Linked DNA regions of Mus musculus: region 2 is linked to region 1. Evidence: chromatin contacts called from public promoter capture Hi-C data. All regions are on one chromosome and are shown on one strand. Each heading gives the region's core, a stretch centred on a gene start, on an enhancer-like site or on the middle of the called end of the contact. The rest is flanking DNA. Distances are from core to core; before and after follow the strand shown.

What was found. Promoter capture Hi-C pulls out the DNA fragments that hold promoters and counts their contacts.
Region 2: a promoter capture Hi-C map of the HPC-7 cell line shows a contact between it and region 1. The contact joins the promoter of Usp1 here to the promoter of Rps6 in region 1.

Annotation. Positions count from the first base shown.
Region 1 is chr4:86,855,300-86,858,774 of GRCm38.p6, forward strand. It overlaps Rps6 (ribosomal protein S6), which reads right to left and starts at 2,068. Exons shown (of 5, transcript NM_009096.3): 1 at 2,022-2,068; 2 at 1,429-1,560; 3 at 847-1,057; 4 at 568-714. The coding sequence starts at 2,027.
Region 2 is chr4:98,922,204-98,925,556 of GRCm38.p6, forward strand. It overlaps Usp1 (ubiquitin specific peptidase 1), which reads left to right and starts at 1,607. Exons shown (of 9, transcript NM_001301414.1): 1 at 1,607-2,040.

The sequences.
Region 1 (3,475 bases), core at 818-3,317:
GTCAAGTTCTGCTACAGGTCAGCCACTCTGTCCATGAGGGGAAATGGACCATTTTTAAACCTCTTGTCAACTGAGTTACACGTTTCCTTTAGTACCACTCTAATTAGTACATGTACAAGTCCACAGTCCTGAGTTATTTGTATCTCACATACAAGCCATGTCCTACAGACACAGTAACATCGTGTACCTGATGCTGTACTCTTCATTAATGAGTATGCTGCCTAACACATAGTATTTTTTCTTACGTTTAAGTGTTTTTCCTGACTTCCATAATCTATGTCCCAGAGGTGACAAATACGAGAGCCAGTCATCAGTAAGTCCAAAACACCAGCTTAGAACCCGGTCTCTCCAAAATCCTCTCCTGCAAGTTGTCCTCTAGCCCCTACATATACATCAAGTGCTTTAAAGGATTTTCAAATGTATTAAAATGAGAATGCCTTCGTAATCTCAGAATCCTGGCCATTCCTAACCCCAAAGCCATGAACATAAAGTCTGGTAAGCCAGACTCCGGGCTGGCAAGCAAAGCTGCAGCAGTAGCACAATACACCCCCCCCCCAAATCCATTACCTTCTTTGTTTAAGGGCTTCCTGACAACATACTGGCGGACATCATCTTCTTTGGAGAGATTAAAAAGCTTGCGGATTCTACTAGCCCTTTTAGGTCCCAACCGACGAGGCACAGTAGTGTCTGTCAGTCCAGGAATATCCTTCTCTCCTTAAAGAAACAATCAAAATAGAGACATTAAATGTTTATCACTTGGGAAACAACTTCTTGGGCCAATGCCCACTACCTAGGAGGCAGATCTCTCTCAATAAACAAGCAAGCAAGCTTCAACAAAAGCCTCACCTTTCTTTACAATGACCAAGTTGAGAACACTGAGATTAGCGTCCACAATGCATCCACGAACAGACTTGCGCTTCCTCTCTCCAGTTCTCCTTGGCCTGTAACAGGAATGCCCCTTACTCAACAGCAGGCGCACTCTGCCATGGGTCAGAACACCTTGCTTCATGGGAAAACCTTGCTTGTCATTCCCACCGCTGATCCGGACCACATAACCCTGCGTTGAACATAAAATAACAACATTTTACTAGTTCAGTTCCAACCTACTAAGTGCAGGTTCTTAACCTCTTAGGTTCAACACCCGACTAGGGAGAATAACTGAGACCAATTTCAACCACTCACGTTTTGTCTCCGTTTCCAACTAAGGTAAACTAGCCATCTCTCTCCTTTTGACTTACCCTGACTACCCCGGTTTTACTAGCATGAACATGAAAGGCTTTTTTTAAGACCCTGAATTCCGTACGGCAAGCAAGAAAGAAGCATGTCCTTTCGGCCCATTTCCCCAAACTTGGTTCTATTAATGAAACTTAACCCAAAACAGCCCTTGCGCTCGCCAAGCTGGGACATGGATGCCGGTAACAACCTTACCTTCCACTCTTCACCAAGAGCATCAGCGGCTACTTCCGTGGCCATGCGCTTCTCATAGAAGGTGCGGAGCTTGCGCTCGTCATCCACCTCGATGAGCTTCTGACAGCCGGTGGCGGGGAAGGAGATGTTCAGCTACAGTTTTAAAGGGGGACAAGAGAGAACCTTAGGGACCCAAGCCGGGCCGACAACGCAGGGCGTCCGAGGCTCGGATCCCACGCCCGGCAAAGCGCCGCATCCACGGGACATTTTACAGGAGCTCTGTGGGATGCTGAGGACGCCGGGCGACCCTCAAGACCTCCGCTAGCAGAGTGGCGAGGGCTCGAGAGCCGCAAGGCTGCCAGCCGCGAGCGGGGCTTCGGGACCGCGCGTGCCGGGCCCGGAGCCGGGCGCCGCTATGGCGCTACGTCCACCGCGGCGGCGCTGCAATCGCCCGCCATCCGCTCTCCCAGAGCGTCCCAGGGCCGCCAAAACGAGTTCCCTCCCGCCTCGGATCCTTCTCCACTTAGTGCGGGACTTATGCGAGCCTGGGACCGAGGCCGTGCCGCACGCTCGGGCTCGGGCGGCCTCACTCGGCCCTGGCCGGGGACGCCTACCTTCATCTTGACACAGCCGAGCGCCTGGGAGGCGTCACGAAAAAGAGGCCCGACTTCCGCTTAACCCAGGGCACATAGCGCTCTAAGTTCTCGCGAGAACAGCCGGCGGAAGTGACTTTAGAGGGGCGTTACTTCCGGGCGTAGATTAACTAGACTATGGAGAGGCCGGTTTGCAGCGAGCTGTCATTTTAGCTTCCTGGACCTTCCTGGTGACGGGGTCTGTCGTTTATCACCGGGGTTAGCCGCTTCCAGACTGGTCTACTGAGGAGCCGAATCTCCGTTTGCGACCCTGGTTTCTAGTAGTACCTAAAATGGGAAAGCACGACCGGAATTGTCGCCCTGGCTGTCAGGTCCCTCATCCGTACAGAAGATTTCCAATCCGGGATCTTGTCCTGATCCCAGCGATTGAGTGGCTCCTGTAGTCGCCGGACCGCAGAGGCTAAGCAGTCACGTTTACCCAGCACAGACATCTATCGTATGCCTCAGAGTCTTGAGCCTCTCTGCTTTCGCTCTTCTTCTGCCAAAATTGTCCCTTTTGTGGCTGGGCTGGGGGTGACAACTCAGATTGGAAATTGAGCCTCGGGGCTCATCACTGAGCGGCACCGTCGTTGTCAGCTCTTTTTTCAAAACACAAATTAACACCATTTCCATGCTTGTTTACTGCAGTCACACACAGTTCTGTTCAAACTCGTCTTTTGTTTTTCTGAGACTGTCTTTGTATAAAACCCTGGCTGTTCTGAAAGTCTCTATGTACATCATACCCATCTGCTCACCACTGTCACCAATTTCTGTCTCTAAAATTTTGAGTAAGTCCATCATGTGATGGAATCAAATGGAAGTTGTCTTTTTATAACTGGCTGGCTTCACTGAGTGCAGTCTTCAAGTTTATATTTTTCTTCCTTTTAAAGGCGCGTGTGTGTGTGTGTGTGTGCGCGCGCGTGCGCGCGCGCGCGATCACATTTTGTGTGTTGATTTTCTTGTTGAACATTTTTGTTGCTTTATACAATATCCTTGGAAGTATGGCTGCCTGCCTCTGCCCTCAGACATCAGAAGGGGTCTGATCCCTTTGAATTGGAGTTACAGATGGTTGTCAGCTGCCATGAAGGTTCTGGGAATTGAATGCTGGTCCTCTGGAAGCCCAGCTACTAGTCTTAACCACTGAGATGTCTCTCCAGACCCTGTGACCTATTTTTAAATTTTGGATTGTTAGACCTGCCATTGGTGATGCCTGCTTCTAACCCTGGCACTATGGAAACAGGCAGGACGGCTGTCACAAGTTCTTGCCAGCTTGGACTATATAGTAAATTCCAGGGTAGGCAGAAATACACAGTGAGAGCCTGAATCAAACATGCACACAAGTGAGAGAGGGGTTGGAGGAGCTTGCATGTGATACTGAGGTATCTGAAGGCAGGCTTTCACCTTGCAGCCCAGGCTGATGTCAAACTCCACGGTGT
Region 2 (3,353 bases), core at 357-2,856, about 12 Mb after region 1:
AGTTCCTACCGTCGTACTTAGACTCCCTATTATCCAAGCATCCTGTCCTCATTTCCAACACCAAGCTTCTAAAGCTCCCGGTGCTATGGACACGTGTGATGTGCAGCTCATCTTCTCCCACAAATGGACCTCCCCTCCATGCCATTCAAAGTACACTTCCTGGAACTGTCTGCTGAAACGTCAGTCTTCATTATCCCATCGAAACGACCAAACGGTTACCTTTTTAAAAAAAATCTACCATTTACACTATTTCAAATCACCAGTTTAATTTCGGTCTTCAGTAGACTGTAGATCATGGAGTACATTCCCTTCGCTTGTTATCCCTACCATGCTGAAAATAGTTCAACAGGGCATTAAACAGGGCAACACACACGGAGGGCACTAAACAGGGCAACGCACACAGTGGGTACTAAACCGAGCAACACACACCGTGGCCATTCAACAGACCAACTCACGATGGGCATTAAACAGGGCAACGCACACAGTGGACATTTAAAAAACAACAAAAAAACCCCACTTGAACGGATTTGTACTGAGTTCTCATCAGCTGTAGTACCGCACTGTGAGATCATCTCACAAAAGACAGAGCATACAGAACCAAGCCCAAACCGGGTGAGGCTGTGCGGCTGCCTGTGGGTCATTCGGTACCGGCTCGCGCCAGAACCCGTTGAAGCTCCAGCCGCGAGACCAGCCTGAGAACTAAAACCCTTGTGCAGCCTGCGAGAGGGGAGAAGGACCCGAGGCTCCAAGGCGTTCGGCTGTGCACTGTCTAGCTAAGGCAGTGCTCATTCTTAACGCACAACTTGAGATAGGGTGGACCGCGGCTTCCTCGGTAAACTGGACGCCCAGCGGGCGCCGAGCAGCTAGCAAAGCGCATCAGCCATTTTCCGAGCGTCTTTGGTAACCCTTCCGGAGAGGGCACGCCAGGAGGGGGAAGAAAAAAAAAAAAAAAGAAAGAAAGAGGCGGGCCTGCACCGGGGCCTCGGCCCAGAAGCCACACCCTCCGGGCTCGCCACCTCCCCATGCTAACAAAACGGAAAGCGGAACCCTAACCTCGGCAGAGAAAGCGCGCACTGGAGCGCCAATGAGCTTGCAAAGAGCCGCTCCAGGGCGCCGTATGCTCTCCCGGGATTGGCTGGGCCTCGTTCCTTGTACTTTTTTTATTGGTCAGACTGTCTTCTCTGCCGGCTAATTGTTTTATTCGTATAGGTACTTTTTGATTGGCTCTTCCTGGTGGGGCGGAGGAATGAGGTTTTGGAAATTGTTCAGCCTGGATTGGCGCATTTGAGCACCTGAGGAAGGGGCTTGTCCCAGTCACTCCCTGTCCCATCTCCCGACCCGTAAGCTCCCTCCCCTTCAACTCGCGAGTGCTAATGTTTAAAAAGAATTAAAAAAAAAAAAAAAAAAAAAAAAAAAGAGGGCGTGAGCGAGCGAGTGAGCCTCCTGCGCGCCAGCCCGGCCTCCTGCGCAGCGCGCGCCTCTGCGAGGACCCGCGCGAGCTGCCCGTGCCGCTGCCTGCGCTGTTTAAACTGCAGAACCCGTTAGGCCCCGGGAGGAACTACCGTTCCAGCTGGTTCCGGAGCCGAGCGTGCCGGGGGCGAGGGGCGGTCGCGCGGCGGCTCGCGCCTTTCGCGCCTCTGCAACGTGGAGAGGAGAACCGGCACTTTCCGTGGACGCCACCTCCAGCCGCGACGCTGGCGCGGGCGGGGGTTCACTCGCGGGGGTCCTGAGACTGAGGAAAACGCGCCAAGTTCCCCCTCGGCGGCCGTGCGGGGACCCTGCGGCTCGGGAGCGCCGCCACCGCTGTGCGCCCGTAGCCTTCCCGGCCGGGCTGCGCCGGGGATGTAGTGGTGCCGCGGCGGGCAGGACCGAGCGGCGGCCCGGCTCCCGCTCCGCGGACGAATGGTCACTCCCCCGCGGGAGGCGCCCACCAGCGATCCCTCTCCCGGGACGGCGGCCGGGCTCACCTGTCGCGCCCGCACTCTGCCCGGCTGGTCTCCCCGGCGGCGGCGCCGCGGACTCGCGAAGGGCCATGACCGGGTAAGGAGCGCCCGGGGTTCAGGGCCCGGGGCTGCGCGGCAGGTGCTGACGGTGGGGAGGGCCCCTTAGGCTCGGGCTGCGCTGCGAGGGACTGCCGGCGGGCGCGGCGACCCCCGGGGTGGCACACCCAGGACCCAAGTGCCCCTCTGCCCACGCCTTTCGTAATGGGAGAGGCTGGCCGGGAGAAGAGATGTTTGTGATCGCAGTGTCCTGGGTCGGGGCTTGCGAAATTTTACCGCGCATTTTCTTGACTTACAGTTTCTCCAGAAGTGTGTACGGCGCCACGTGTCTTAACCCTGCGCCCAAGAGTTTGTTTTTATTGTTTCACGTTTTTCTTGAAAGAAGAGTTGAATCCTATCATTGTACACAGATTTGAAAAGTAGTGGGACTGAGGATTCACGGTGTCATTTGGTCAAGAAGACTTAGGGCTAAGTTCATTGTGCGAAGCTTGGGTTATAGTTCTGGAGAGGCTTTTTTGACTGAAAGCTCTGAGAAGGGACGTGGAGAACATAAGATTGGGCACCCGGGAAAGTGTCGCGCTCTTGGTGACCATCAGTGCTGGCTGGCTGTTTAGAGGGTCCCAGATTGGGTGGCTGGCCGAGATGACGGCCGCTGTTTGAGCTGGCTGATGACTTTTCTCTCACTGGCTCCCAGGAAGACACCTTTCCGGAGTCATTAGTGCTTGGGGGAAGTCTGACAGTTTTGCGAAGGCTGGTTTATCATTCCTAACAGGTCATTTCATCAAGAACATTTAAGGGGCCAAGAGACAAAAATTTAAGTTGCAGATAAGATGGGAAATTTTGCCAGTTGTCCAGTTTTTCCTGAGTTGGTTCCCAGAAATGGTTTCCCTGCAGTGTACAGTGAACTGGGGTGAAATGTTTAGGGGTAGAGTTTGAATCAATTTGTGTGTACCTCAACTACTTACTACTTGGGTACCTATATTTGAAACTCGTTCATATTTTTGGAATATTGGAATAGAAGGATTATCTTTCTTCTAGATGTTCCAAATAAAAAATAAATTTCTATAAAGTATCACAGGTATTGCCGTATCTCTCTTCCTCCCTCCCCCGCTCCCGTTTAAAGTTTTACCTTGAAACTTCTAGTCACATAGCTTAGAAACAATTGGAGCTGGGTGTAGCTTGGCCGTAGGACTTCCCACTGGGGAGAAGAGGCTGGCAGGTAGATTTTTGAGTTCCAGGCCAGCCAGGGCTACACTGGGAGACCCTGTCTCAAAACAGAGCATAGTTGGAAAACTAAAGTATATTGTAATCTTTAGCACACATGAGACGGGCAAGTTTTTCCGACCTCTGTTC